Regions from separate parts of the Mus musculus genome. Here all the other regions are linked to region 1. A link is a contact called in public promoter capture Hi-C data. All regions are on one chromosome and are shown on one strand. Each heading gives the region's core, a stretch centred on a gene start, on an enhancer-like site or on the middle of the called end of the contact. The rest is flanking DNA. Distances are from core to core; before and after follow the strand shown. Region 1 holds the start of Ap1s1 (adaptor protein complex AP-1, sigma 1). Region 2 holds the start of Tfr2 (transferrin receptor 2). Region 3 holds the start of Nyap1 (neuronal tyrosine-phosphorylated phosphoinositide 3-kinase adaptor 1).

Region 1 (4,711 bases), core at 164-2,663:
CCAGTTTCTTTAAAGCGTTCTTTTATATTCTTTTACACGTATGTGTGGGGCACCCACGTGCCATCACTTACATGCAGAGGTCAGAGGAGGAGTCAGTCCCCTCCTTCCACCACATGGCTCCTGGGAATGACCTCAGGTTATCAGCCACCCGGACAAGCTGAGCCGTCTCTCTGGCCCTCTTTTCTGTCTTTCTTTTGTGAGACAATGTTTCATGTAGCACAGGCTGATCTCAATTCCCTAAGTAGCGAAGGCTGCCCTTGGTTTTCTGATCTCCCTTTTTCTTACCTCTGAGTACCAGGTTACAGGTGTGCACTCTAAGGCCTGACCTTTCTTCTGAGACATCAGGTGACTGATCACTGGGTCCCTCAGACAGGGGCATAGTCACCCTGGAGGGCTCTCCTAGGGAATGTCTGTGGAATAACTAGCAAGCAGAGTCCTCACTGCTTCCCGCATGGCCCTAGTTTTATTACCAGTTGCAGAGGTTCCTCATTCCATATCCTGAACTCAATTCCCAGCAAACAGCTCTGAGAACATGGCCCGGGTTGGGATATCTGTGTGTGTCCCACACTTCCAGTTTAGCAGGTTAAGTTAAAAGAAAACAACACCCCAGAAGCTAGAAGTAAGTACTGTTGGTGGGGGGGATAGGGAAGGTGAAGAACTGAGGGAGTCCTGTGTAGTTAAGAAAAGGAGGTGACAGCTACAGCAGGAAGGCCTGGGTTCCGGAAAAGAAAATGCCCCGGAGAGGGTGGAGAGCTGGGATTGCCAAAGTAGGGAGTCTTCCAGAGCCTAGGTCCCCGACGGCAAACCCTAGAGCCCACCTGAGCCAGAACTCCGGGTGAGCTGTCAAGGAAGCGAGACAGGAGGTTCACTCCAGAGACCCGGAAACTGTTCCCTCCCACACCGAGCTCTCCATGGGCCATGCTCCAGTGTGGGCCTCAAGGGAAGGGGTTTCGGCGACCTGCAACCATCCCGAGTGACCCCGGCGCCCCAACCTCGTGCCTTCCCTGCGGCAGTGCCTGGGAGGGTCTTAAAGATTCCCAGAGTCCCGAGCGCTTCTCCAGGCTCGGGACAGTCCCGCCACCATTCAGCTCTAGTCCCCTCTCTCCTAACCAGCAAGACTCCTCCCAACCCCTGTCCCTAGTGCCATTTCCAGCTTCCGAGGTCAGCTCTCTCCAGCAGCTCCAGGAAGTGGATCCTTTGCGGACCACAGGGAAGACAGGGCGACTCCCACAAAGGGCAGCCCCCCTCCGGACCCCTGCAGGTACAGCCCACGCCCCTCGGGTCCCCGTCCCCTCCCTCTCCTCACAGCCTACCATCCTGCAGCCTCCAGCCCGGTGCGTCCCTCTCCGGCCACCGTAGAAGCCAGCTCCACTCCCAGTCGGATTCTTTTCTTTTCCCTCCCTCTCCGCTTGAAGCCCCGCCCCAAGGCCTCGCCGGCTCCAAGCACGGACGCATTGCGCAGGCGCCAACGCTGCAGCGACCCACCCCCATCTCATCCGGCGCGCAGGCGGGGCTGGAGGCGGAGAAGCGGAAACCATGGCAACCAGGTCCTTGACTTCAGTTTTGCAAAAGCCTGGTCGTCATGGTAACAGGGCTGTCTTGGTGGGTTGATTGGAGGATGGGAAGGGAGGGGGTAGAGGACAATGAGGACTTCGAGCTTTGGAGCATTTGTGGGGGAAAAAGGCGGGAAAAGGGTGAGAGGTGTATGCACGATCTTTGGAGCTGATGAAGAAGTTGGGAGGAATGATGTGGAAAACATCAGTCAGAGGGTGGTGATGGGCAGGATGAGGGAAATAGAGACCGGTAGGCTAGGAGAATAAAGAGTTCAAGGACAGCTCAGGGTTCCAGAGCAAGCAAGATCCTGTCCCCAAAGCAAACAAGGCAGGTGTGGTGGTGTATCCTGTGATCTCTACACTTGGAAGGCAGAGACAGGAGTTCAGCTGCAGCTACATGGCACGGTCTTGACCACCCAAGGCCACAGAGAGCCTGTCTCCAACAACAACAACAACAACAAAAGTGACACAAAACAGTGCAGATATGATGGTTCGGATTGTAAAGATGTTTCCCCAAACCCACAAGGTGGAAAGAAAGAACTGACTCCTGCAAATTGTCCTCTGACCTCTGTATAAGCAAGCACCCTAGCTTGTATACACCACACACACACACACACACACACACACATATATACACACACACACAGACAGACAGACATGGTCACAGGCAACACAAAATACACTTGTAAAATGTAATCTTAAAAAAAAACTAAACCAGGGATAAAAATCAGGGATAAAAAAATTGTTGAAAATGGGAATACTGTAACAGGAATATAAAGAATGGGAGGAAATTGTAAATTAAGGAGAAAGGGGAAGAAATGAAGAGAATCTTATAGTATTAAAGGGGTGTGGTGTAATCCCCATAGCCAGAAGGCTACAGCCAGCCTAGACTACACAGTGTGGCTCTGTCAAGCAAGCAAGAGTGGGATTCCAGAACTGGGTGTGGTGAGGCAAGTCACAATCCCAGCCCTGCAGAGGCTGAGGCAGGAAGAGCAAGAGGTCATGACCAGTTTTGGGGCTATGGAGGAATATGTGTGTGTGTGTGTGTGTGTGTGTGTGTGTGTGTGTGTGTGTGTGTGTGTGTACCAAACTGGATGTGCTGGTATACACCTATTATGTGATTATTTGGAAGGTACAAGCAGATGTACTAAGATCAAGAGTTCAAAATGACTCTTGACTACATAGCTAGTTCATTTTATGGACTGAGACACAATGTCAAAAAAAAAAATCGTTGAGCAACAAAACAATTTAGCCAGGCATTATTGTGCACATGCCTGTAATCTGGTCCCTGGGGAGGCAGAGGCAAGAGGACTGGTCAAGAGGGTTCAAGGCCAGACTAGGCTATGTAAAGAGAGCAGTGGGAGCTGGGCATTGGTGATGCACTCCTTTAATCCCAGCACTCAGGAGGCAGAGGCAGGTGGATTTCTGAGTTCGAGGCCAGCCTGGTCTACAGAGTGAGTTCCAGGACAGCCAGGGCTACACAGAGAAATCCTGTCTCGAAAAGCCAAAGAAACAAAAAAAACAAACAAACAAACAAAAAACAAAAAAAACCAAAAAACCAGCGTGTGGTGAAATTGAAACCGAACAGTTTAAAGCATAGGTAAATGTGACTGTAAAAAGAATTTAAATTGTAGCAGGAGTTTTAGAGCTTTCTCTCTCTCCATTTCTCTACTCCCCTGTTTGTCCTTCTGTCTTTAGTGAAGAGGTTTGGATTTAAGGAACTCGGATTTTTTTTTGGCTGAAGGATTAACAACACAGTCCTCTTTTTATCCTCTAGAGATGGCATTCCAAGACTCCCAATCGACTCCTGAAGCCTCTGACTGTGTGAAACGGAAGCTTCCCTATACGTATAATAAAATTCAATTTATAACTTATGCAGAGAATGGACCTAAGGAACAAAACCAAGACTAGGAGCTGGAGAGATGGCTTAGTGACCAGGAGCAGATGAGGACCCTAGTCCAGTTCCCAGCACCCCCTCCCCTGTCCCCATGGGTGGCTCACAAGTGCCTGTAATTCCAGCTCCAGGAATCCAACCCCTTCTTCTGGCCTCAGGGGCACCTGTACATCCACTTGCATGTGCATACATACGCACACACATAAATAAAAATTATAAAAATTTAAAAACCCAAATGATTTTAACAATGTATAGTAACGGAGCTGCCTCTGTTATTATTTTCGCACGTTAGAATCATTCAGGAGATGAATGGGCGTTTGAAAGCAAGACTGCTCAACCTGGCTAGCAGGATGGGGTCCTCCTAAGGAATTAACGTGTGAGGATTGGACAAAGAGATGATTTGGGACAGAGGGGGACTCCTTAAGAATGGCACGCAATTTAAAGCTCACTAGGGCTGGGGATGTGGCTTAGTTGATGGACCACTTGCTTGCATACCCTGAGTGAAACCCTAGGATCTGCTCCTAGCCCAGCATAAATTGGGTGTGGTGGCAAACACCAGTAATCCCAGCCCTTAGAGGCAGGAAGATCAGGAGTTGAAAACCATTCCTCTCTATATAGCTAGGTTGAAGTCAGCCTAGGGGGTTTATGAAATGGAAACACGAGGGAGGGAGGACCTTAGCAGACCCTGCCAAGGTGTCCCCATGAACACTCAAGCCATACGAGGACAGGCCTAATATAAAAGGGAATTTATTTGGGACCTGGAGGAGGGGGTAGCAGTAGAGAAGGACAGAAGGAGAGAGGAAGTGGGGAAGAGGAACACTGGAGGGGGAGAGAGGGGGGAGGGAGGGAGGGAGGGAGGGAGGGAGGGAGGGAGGGAGGGAGACACGGAGGGTGGAAGGAAGTAGGTGGAGAGCGGTATATATGTGTATATAAGTTCTTATATGTGAGCCTCATACCTGGCTGTTGCTAGGTAACCGCAGGGCAGAGCCTAGAGAAAATGCTAACAGGGTGCATGAGACCCTGTCACACAAAAATAAAAGACCAAGGAGATGGCTCAGCAGGTAAAGGCACTTGCCACCATGCCTGCCGAGTTTATCTCCTGGCACCCACAAAGTGGAAGGAGAAAACTCATGCCCACAAGTTGTCCTCTGACCAAGTCTTAGGTGTTGTGGCCATTTCTTTCTTTCCTTTTTTTTGGTAAGGATATAAATCCTGGATTGGTTAGAAGAGAACCCAGTTCCTGTGGCAGGGTATCCTAAGATGC
Region 2 (4,440 bases), core at 861-3,360, 520 kb after region 1:
ACTTTACTTACCTAACCCCAAGCTCTTTAAAACAAAATGTTTTTGGAGCAAGTGCAGCCAGTGAATGCTCTCTAAAGACTGAGGACTTCTTCAGGAGAAAGGCTGGTGAGGGTATGGTTATGGTAAGGCAGCCATAGTCATCGAGGAGTAAAGGGGACACCCTGGAATTTGGGATAGAACGGTGGTCCAATGGTAAGGGGTGCGACATGAGTCTTCCCGCGATCAAGGGGACTGTGCAGAGGAGGCTAAGGCAGAGCCTGCGAGCCCCAGGGATGTGTTTATCTCTCTGGAGCTGGGGATCCAAGTGCATACTATCACACCCAGATTTTTGATGTGGGTTCGGGGGATGGGATTCATGTTTTCAGCTACCCAGAATTCATGGCCAACCTGTGTTTCATGTGAGCCTGTTAAAAGAAAGAGGGGGAGCTGTGGGAAGGGAACAGAAGGGGAAGGGGGAAAGAAAAAAGAAGGGAAGAGGAAGGGAGAGGAGGGGAATGGGAGGGAGAGAAGGGGAAAGGGAGGGGAGGGGAGGGGAGGAGAGAAAACCAAAAGAGATGAGGTTTGGGCAAAGCCTGCTGGGAGCTGATGATGTCAGTTATGGGATCATAGGGAGTTTAAGGTCAAGGGTATTCAGGAGGAAGTAACCAAGACACAGCTGGGTATCTGAGTCGGGAACAAGAGATTGGAGAGTGGCAGGGACAAATGAGGTCACCCAGGAAGGCTGCTCTGTGAGCCAGAGACACCAACCTTCACATGGGGGCTGAGCAGCTATCCATGAAAAAAGACGGTTGGAAGGTCCCGGAAAAAAGCAGCAGGGGAGAGTAGCAGTGAGGTGCCCGGTGGTGTCAGAACGGTGATGGTGGCGCTGGCTGGGGTGGGAGGTGTATGTCCAGCTACTCTGGATGTGGAGGCCGTAAGATCACAAGGTCAAGGTCAGCCTGGGCCATTGGTTGAGACCCTTTGCCAAAATAAAAGGCAAATAAATACAAGGGCTGAAAAGATGGCTCAGTAGGCAAAGCACTTGCTGCACAAGGCATGAGGACCCAAGTTCAGATCCGCAGAACCCAACTTGTAAGGAGAACATTTGTCTGTAATCCCAGGCCTCTTCTTACAAAATGGGAGGAGACAGGCGAAGCCCCAGAAGCTCAAGGCTGGCTAGCCTCTCTACAGAGTGACAAACCTGTATGGTTTGGTAAACCCTGCCCTTTGTACTCCGTGTGTACATGTTAGCTCAACCATCACACACAAACACAGGCACAAATACAACACACATGCACAAAACATGTTTAATCTCAAGTAAGGGGCTGGGGGCGTGGCTCAGTGGTAGACCCCCCCTGCCTAGAATCCCCCAGGGAGGAGCTGGGGGCGTGGCTCAGTGGTAGAGCCTCTGCCTAGAATCCCCCAGGGAGGAGCTGGGGGCGTGGCTCAGTGGTAGAGCAGCCTAAAATCTCCCGGAAGGGGGGGGGCGGGGGGAGGATACAGGTGAGAAATGCATGAAGGCAAGTAGAAAGCCGAGGTGTGGTGGTGTAGAGAGGTGTGGGGTGACGCCTGACAGCTGATGTTGCCCTTTTCTCAGGGCACATTCCAGCAGATGTGGATCTCCAAACAGGAATACGAGGAGGGAGGGAAGCAGTGCGTGGAGCGGAAGTGCCCCTGAAGTTGCCCCCCTCCCCCAAATACCCGTCCACCCCATCCACGGAGAAACGCCAGAGGGGCGTTCTACCAGCCAGAAATCCAAAAGCGCTGAACTCTCCCTTTCCCATTACCCTCTTCTCTCTTACCCACATCTTCTTAGACTGTGATGTTCCTGAGTTGAAAGAAGAAAAAAAAAAAAGAACTTTTATGAAAATCAAGTGTTTGACTTCTTTGGGGGAGAATGGGGGCGTGGGGATCTGGTGAGATGCCAGAGAGAGACACACCTACATTCGTGCTACTCTGGGGCACGAATTTCTTAGGTTTTAGTGGGGTCAGGACTCTGGAAGGACCAGGAAGAGTCTGTACTGAGCTGGTTGTTGGTTCAGGGCTGCTCCAGAAAAGGACGTGCGGGGGCGGAGTCCTCTGGGGCGGGGCCTGGGGGCGTGCTCTAGTGGGTGTGGCCTCAGTAGGCTTTGAGTCTCCTGGGAGCATGGTCCAAGAAACCCAGAGACCTGTTGCTGAGCTGAACTTGGCTGCTGTGTCTTCCCACTCAGGACTCGGCTTTGACAGGCACGAGGCAGGGACTGGGGTACTGGTGAGCCCCTACCTCTCAGATCTTTCTGGACCTGGGTAGGACCCGCAGTTTCCCAGGGGAAACCTGGACCAGAAGTAAGGGTGAGGTGGACCCTGAACTTTCCCATTCACAGCTGCAGGTCCTGGTGTCTTCGTCGCGGCTTGGATTTCAAACTGGAGGGTAAACTGCGGTTATGGCCCTTCATCAAAATTTTAGAGTCGTAGACCCCGAAGGAGAAACACTTAAGTCCTTTAGTGATCCAAGGGGTGCTGGGGAGGACTGTGGCTTGGCCAAGACCTTTTCTGCCCCCCTAACGGTGAGGTGGAAACCCATAGTTTCCTGACTCCAAGACCCACTCGTCGGTTTCTTTTGACCTCTTTACCTCATTCCTAACACTTCCTCCCCAGCAACCAAGCAGATTCCAGACAGACAGACAGACAGACAGCTTTGTGGTCAGATTAAACCACCAAGTCACCCCACTGAGATACCGCTGTTTGGAATCTGAGACAGGGGTTGGGGCAGGAAGACCGGCTAACGGGTTATTTGGAAGGCTGTGTGCTGGGAAAACCTAGCAACCAGACCCAAGAGGTGGGAAGGGGCAGACGTTTTCATGGTGAAACTTCCAAGGGGGCTGGGGACTTTCCCCAAGGACACCCTGAGAGAGTGAAATCAGGGAAAAGGAGGGATTTACCTATATCTCCCCTCCCCCCTCACGTTAAGCCCCCCCATCCCCCAACCTGTGACGGGAACCAAGTTGGCCAAAGTCTGCTCTGAGGTTTAAAAAAAAAAAAATTGATTGTTTTGCAGTCTGCCCGCAACAGTGGGGTTTGTGGAAAGATTGGTGAGAGAAGGCACTGCCCCTTGCGGTCTAGCATGAACCAGGGGGAATGTCTAGAAGGCTGGACTGAGGCCAGACTGTGCCCCCACCCTTATGGGGAATGAGAAACGGCCTAGGTTCAGGCTGCCTGTCAGGGCTGATAAGGGGCCCTCTAGGGCTCCCACAAACGGTTTATCGGGGTTTTGTGTGTGTGTGTGTGGACTACTTGCAGAGTTCAGGAGGGGGCACAAGCATGGAGCAACGTTGGGGTCTACTTCGGAGAGTGGTAAGACCACGGGGGTGCGGAGTTGTGGTTACACACATTAGGTCTTCCTTCGTGTCCCTTAGGCAACTCCCTAATGCATAAGGTTGGCCCCACTGGTCCTCCTTGGGTCCCTCCTCTCCAGCCTCCAGAGCTCCCTTCCTCCTGGCCGGAGTCAGTGACACCATTCTTGCCTAACCCTCAGCCAACTCTTAGGCCCCCTCCCGTAATCTCATGCCTACCTCACCCCTCCACTCAGCAACAGTGGTCCCCAAGACCCTCTCAGACCATCTACAGACGCGTGGAAGGCCCTCAGCTGGAGCACCTGGAGGAGGAAGACAGGGAGGAAGGGGCGGAGCTTCCTGCCCAGTTCTGCCCCATGGAACTCAAAGGCCCTGAGCACTTAGGCTCCTGTCCCGGGAGGTCAATTCCCATACCCTGGGCTGCAGCAGGTCGAAAGGCTGCCCCCTATCTGGTCCTGATCACCCTGCTAATCTTCACTGGGGGTGAGTCTTCCCTCCCTCCTCCTGGGCTGGGGGCATTTCTGGGGTCTAGTAGAAGAGAGCACAAGAGAACCCCATCTTCCCACCTGCCAGCCTTCCTCCTAGGCTACGTGGCCTTTCGAGGGTCCTGCCAGGCGTGTGGGGACTCCGTGTTGGTGGTCGATGAAGATGTCAACCCTGAGGACTCCGGCCGGACCACGTTGTACTGGAGCGACCTCCAGGCCATGTTTCTCCGGTTCCTTGGGGAGGGGCGCATGGAAGACACCATCAGGTAAGATCACAGCCTGGCTGCTGCGTGGTCCAGTGTCCAGTCATCAGCTCAGACTGGAGGAGCCCCATCACTTCACGTGTTGCCCAAAGTCCTTTCTTGGGTCTTCCCACGAGCCTCTCTGGCCTCCCTGCTCAGCGGTCCTTGGAAGGATGGCAGACACCAGGAGCTCAGTATCCAAAGGCCAAAGACATCACAGATGGTTTATTTAGGAGATAGGTAGCTGGGTGGATGAAGACAAGGGACCAGGGCCTGGTGGCACGTGTCTGTCATCCCAGCACGCAGGAGGATTAGGAATTTGAGGTCATCCTGGACTATGTATTAAATTGGAGGCTGGCCTAGGATGTATGAATCCCCATCTCAAAAGCAGAAATAATTTGT
Region 3 (4,147 bases), core at 1,141-3,640, 700 kb after region 1:
TCTGGGTGAGTGAAGGGGGTGGCTGGCAGGGAAGCTGGGAGACGCCGCCGCTGTGGGGTGGGCTCTCATTAAGGCCCTGTCTACTAACCCTTTATTAGGGAGAGATCACTGTAGTGATCACTCTGATTAATCTAATTAACGGCAAGAATTAAACTCCACAGTTGTGAGGAGGGATGAAGAGGGCTGGGAGGTGCTTCTGACTCAGGCTCCAAGAAGCTGTATAGTCAAAAGGGAAAGGAGCCAGAGGAAGCAGCCTGGGTTCCTCAGAGGTCAGAAGAAAGGGCTGGTGGAGATGCAAGAATGAGGGTGGGCACGGGGTCTCCACCTGACTCTTCTGCAGTACTTAGCCTAAAAATCCTTACACACACACACACACACACACACACACATACACACACCTGTCATTTAGTCGTACCCTCCTTCCAACAGGACCCTGACTGGTAGGGGATTACATTGAGTGCTCTTTGAGGTCCCTAAAATGACCCTTTCTCTGGACCCCACGAGGATGGTAGGGCCTGCCTGCCCTTTCCAAGGTCAGGTGACAAGGGAAAGCCAGCAGCCAGTCTCAAAATAACAGAAAAAAAGAGAGTCAGGAAGGAGGGACTTGGGCCCTTTAGGCATGGGAGCAAGCCACTAAGGTTCTTTAAGCTGGAAGTCGTTCCCCTGGCTAAATCCTCTCCCAAGAAGCCAGGAACAGGGCTGGGACCAAGCAAGTGCATGTGCAGCCCATTCTATGCTGAATAGAAAATCTGGGGAAAAAAAAACTCTTTGATGACAAAGCTGGTGGGCCCCCGAGAAGGGCTGTGGCTAAGCAAAAGGGGGAGGTCTGGTGCAACAGGCGGTGGGTGGGACAGTCGGAGGGCCCAGCCTTACCTCCGTTTGGCCTCCTCTTCTTTGTGCTGTCTCCACTCCAGCTTGGTTTTTCGGTAGAGAAGGTTCATGTCGTGGGGCAAGAGGTGGGGGCTGAGGGGCCCTGCTTAATGCCACCAGGCCCGGGGGGCGGCCCTCCCTGGGTCCCGGATCCACTTGATAAAGGGAACAGGTGGAGAGAAAAAAGAAGATATGGTTGGGGAGGGAGGAATGAAAGAGAAAAAGGAGCAGAGACGTGATTTGGGTCTTCAGAAAAGGAAAACACAGGCACAGAATATCCCATACAGTTTAGGGAACCCCTCCCAGACAGGCAGCCATAGAAGTGTGTGTGTCCAGAATCACACACCCTGACAAAGGTGTTTGGAGCCACAGACACTGAGCGATCAGGTTGGCACAGATTCCCATTCTGTGTAAATATATCCCGAACCACCACAGACAGACAGACCTCACAAGCATACAGCAACTCTGTAGGGACACAGCATATTTAGACACACCACAGGCCACAGACATATCTACAAATAGGGACAGACATAAAGGGGCACAGGTAAACACAAACCCAGGAACAACACACACAGACATAAACACCCACAGACACACCCACTGATAGATACACACAGACCTCTAGCACACAAATCTGCTATGGAATTGGCCACACCTACAGACAAGTTGTGCTCAGGGCCTACTTGCGTACATTGCACCCAGCTTGGGGGGGGGGGGAGTTAGGCTTCCTACCCTCTTTTAGGCCCTGAGGCTTAGTGGGGGGTTCATCAGGGCAGGGTGGGGATGCTGAAGGAAGGATGGTGATACTGAGTTGGGCAACTGAAATCCCATCCATCCATCTACCTTCACTCTCCGGAGTCCCCGCTTTTCCAATCCTGGGCCTGGACCTCCGTCCACCTCTATTCCAGCTCCCTGGTCCCTCAGCAATGGTTTCTGCCTCCCTCCTCTTGCTGATAGCCCAAATCAATCTACCTTCTGTCTGCTCCAGGATTTGGGAGAACCCCCGGCTCCCCCCTAGTAGTCCCGCCCTTGAATCCCACCCTGGCGGGGGTCTCCAGTCTGGCCCCATAGCAACCTTCTGGGCTTCGGCCTCCATACCTGCGCTTTGCGTCCCTTCCCCCAAACACACTCTCTCCCTTTCGCCTTCAGCTTCACGTCTCCTCCCTGGAGCCCCTCCTCACAGCCGTCCTCCTCCTTCCCCAGTTTGTTCCAAACCTGGCCTGCTTTAACCCCCCCCCCCTTTTCCATCCAAGGGCCCCAGGTTCCCGGGGCACCCCCTCCTCTTCCCCTTGTCCTGCTACCCTGGGTGTCTCCGCCTCTCGCCCCGCCAATTCCTCCCTACCCGTAGTCCCCCCATCACCACCTCCCCGCATGAAGCCTCCCCAGTTTCTACATCACCGTACCTGGCCTGCCGGGCGCCGGCCCCCCCATGCCGGGCTCCGCCCGGAGCAGGAGGAGGGAGGAGGAGAGACAGAGAGAGACTGGGGGAGCCGAACTGGGCCCTGCCGCAGAGACAGCCCCGCCTCCGGGTCCGCCCCCAGACCCGCCCCCGGCCCCAAACCCACCCTTCCACACCCTCCAAGGGCAGAGCGGGAACGGCGGTGCGGCGCTGCACCAGGAGGTTAGGGTGGAGGGTGCAAGGACTGCGGAGCGTACAGGGGATCTTGAGAGGATGGTCTTGGGGTGTGGGAGTTCCGCTCCGCAGCTTTCGGGCGTCTGGTTCTCGCCGACCCGCGCCCCCTACTCAGCCGTGTTGTGCTGGGTTGGGTCTCCCAAGCCCTAAGCGGAGCGGGGTGCTCAGCGGCGCCCCCCAGCGGAAGCCTGGAGGTCGCACCCACCCGCGAACCCGGTGCGCCTTAGTGCTCCCGGGTGGGAGGCTGCGGCTGCGGCCCCTGGGTGCTACCAAGCGGTGAGGCGGGCAGAGGGACTCCGAGTCGCCTGCCTGGAGATCAGCGCATCTGCTCAGCAGGGGGCGTGCTCCCTTGGCTTAGTCCCCGCCGTGCCCCCACCCTGCCACCCCGCCCTAGGTGCGGGGAGGGCACGAGAATTGGCTGGCGGTGCTGGGCCTCCTCCCCTTGCAGCCTCCCAGGCGCCCGGACCTTGTTCCACCGTGTGGGGCTCAAAGTCTTCCGCGCGTCCGCCCCCGCGCTCCAAGTCATTCCTTACTAACCTTTGACTCCGTGGGCGCCGCCCGCCAGGATCTGAGCGCACCAGGTTGGCCCGTGCGGGAGACCACCAGGGGCACCACCTGGGAGTGGTTAGGGATGTGACCTCACCCCTCCCCTCTTTTGACCTTTTCTCATCAGAGCTCTGACAAATTCCTTACGTGGATAGCTTTGTGGTTGGGTAAATTAGCATCGAGAAGACCTCTGCTGTATCCGCCAAGGACTGGGGGGGGGGGGGGGGGGGGAGATATCCCCTGCAAAATATGCACATCCTAATCCCTGGTACCTGTGGACGCTTTTCAATGCGGCAAAATCTATGCAGGTGTGTTGTGTGGCCCCAAGCACATCCCACTGCTTGTCTGAGCCATGTCTCATTTCACACTTGCCTCGATTAACCTTACTGAGGCTTGACACGCTGCGGCACACACCTGTGATCCCAGCATTCCTCAGGTAGAATCAAGAGGCGCTTCAGTTCAAGGTCATCCTCTGCTACACAAGTTCAAAGCCGACCGTGGCCTACATGCGACTATAAATAAAGACCTTAGGAAGGAAGAGGGTTGTAAGCACTTTGTAAACCAGCAGCCTATATAGGGATCCAGTTTGGAGGAGTAAGGGTACGTGGGAAGCTTGTTTCCTGACTGCAGCTACTACAGCCATTTTTACTATGGCGAAAATATGACAGACAAGACGAGCAAGACTGTGGCTTTTTAAAAATTTTCAGACAAGGTTTCTCTGTGTAGCCCAGGCTGTCCTAGAACACACTCTGAAGACTAGGCTAGCCTACAACTCAGAGATCCTCCTGTCTCTGCCATCGGAGTACTGGGATTAAAGATGTGTGTCAGCCGGGTGTGGTGGCGCACGCCTTTAATCCCAGCATTTGGGAAGCAAGGCAGATTTCTGAGTTTAAGGCCAGCCTGGTCTACAGAGTGAGTTCCAGGACAGTCAGGGCTGCACAGAGAAACCCTGTCTCGAAAAAAAAAAAAAAAAGATGGTGTGTCATCCATCTACATCTGTCTCTGCGCCTCTGTCTCTTTGTCTGTCTCTGTCTGTCTCAACATTTACCTAACCTTAGAATGTGGTCCGAGGGACTAGGGAGCTGCTCGGCAGCACAT

The links. Promoter capture Hi-C pulls out the DNA fragments that hold promoters and counts their contacts.
Region 2: a promoter capture Hi-C map of embryonic stem cells shows a contact between it and region 1. The contact joins the promoter of Tfr2 here to the promoter of Ap1s1 in region 1. A contact is called at or near these places in 6 of 39 promoter capture datasets (cranial neural crest, embryonic stem cells, frontonasal cranial neural crest and 3 more), 1 of 484 Hi-C or Micro-C datasets (embryonic stem cells) and 1 of 115 datasets of contacts at active chromatin or transcription factors (embryonic limb bud).
Region 3: a promoter capture Hi-C map of second pharyngeal arch cranial neural crest shows a contact between it and region 1. The contact joins the promoter of Nyap1 here to the promoter of Ap1s1 in region 1. A contact is called at or near these places in 7 of 39 promoter capture datasets (the C10 cell line, cranial neural crest, liver and 3 more), 3 of 484 Hi-C or Micro-C datasets (all in embryonic stem cells), 2 of 115 datasets of contacts at active chromatin or transcription factors (bone marrow-derived macrophages and pancreatic cancer cells) and 1 of 9 other capture datasets (liver).

The regions. Positions count from the first base shown.
Region 1 is chr5:137,044,695-137,049,405 of GRCm38.p6, forward strand. Ap1s1 (adaptor protein complex AP-1, sigma 1) reads right to left here and starts at 1,414. Exons shown (of 5, transcript NM_007457.3): 1 at 1,314-1,414. The coding sequence starts at 1,316.
Region 2 is chr5:137,567,730-137,572,169 of GRCm38.p6, forward strand. It overlaps Tfr2 (transferrin receptor 2), which reads left to right and starts at 2,111. Exons shown (of 20, transcript NM_015799.4): 1 at 2,111-2,205; 2 at 2,343-2,389; 3 at 3,259-3,312; 4 at 3,548-3,794; 5 at 3,885-4,062. The coding sequence starts at 3,280. Actl6b (actin-like 6B) reads left to right here. Exons shown (of 14, transcript NM_031404.5): 14 at 1,577-1,851. The coding sequence ends at 1,657.
Region 3 is chr5:137,738,778-137,742,924 of GRCm38.p6, forward strand. Nyap1 (neuronal tyrosine-phosphorylated phosphoinositide 3-kinase adaptor 1) reads right to left here and starts at 2,391. Exons shown (of 7, transcript NM_001347505.1): 1 at 2,274-2,391; 2 at 874-1,025. The coding sequence starts at 941.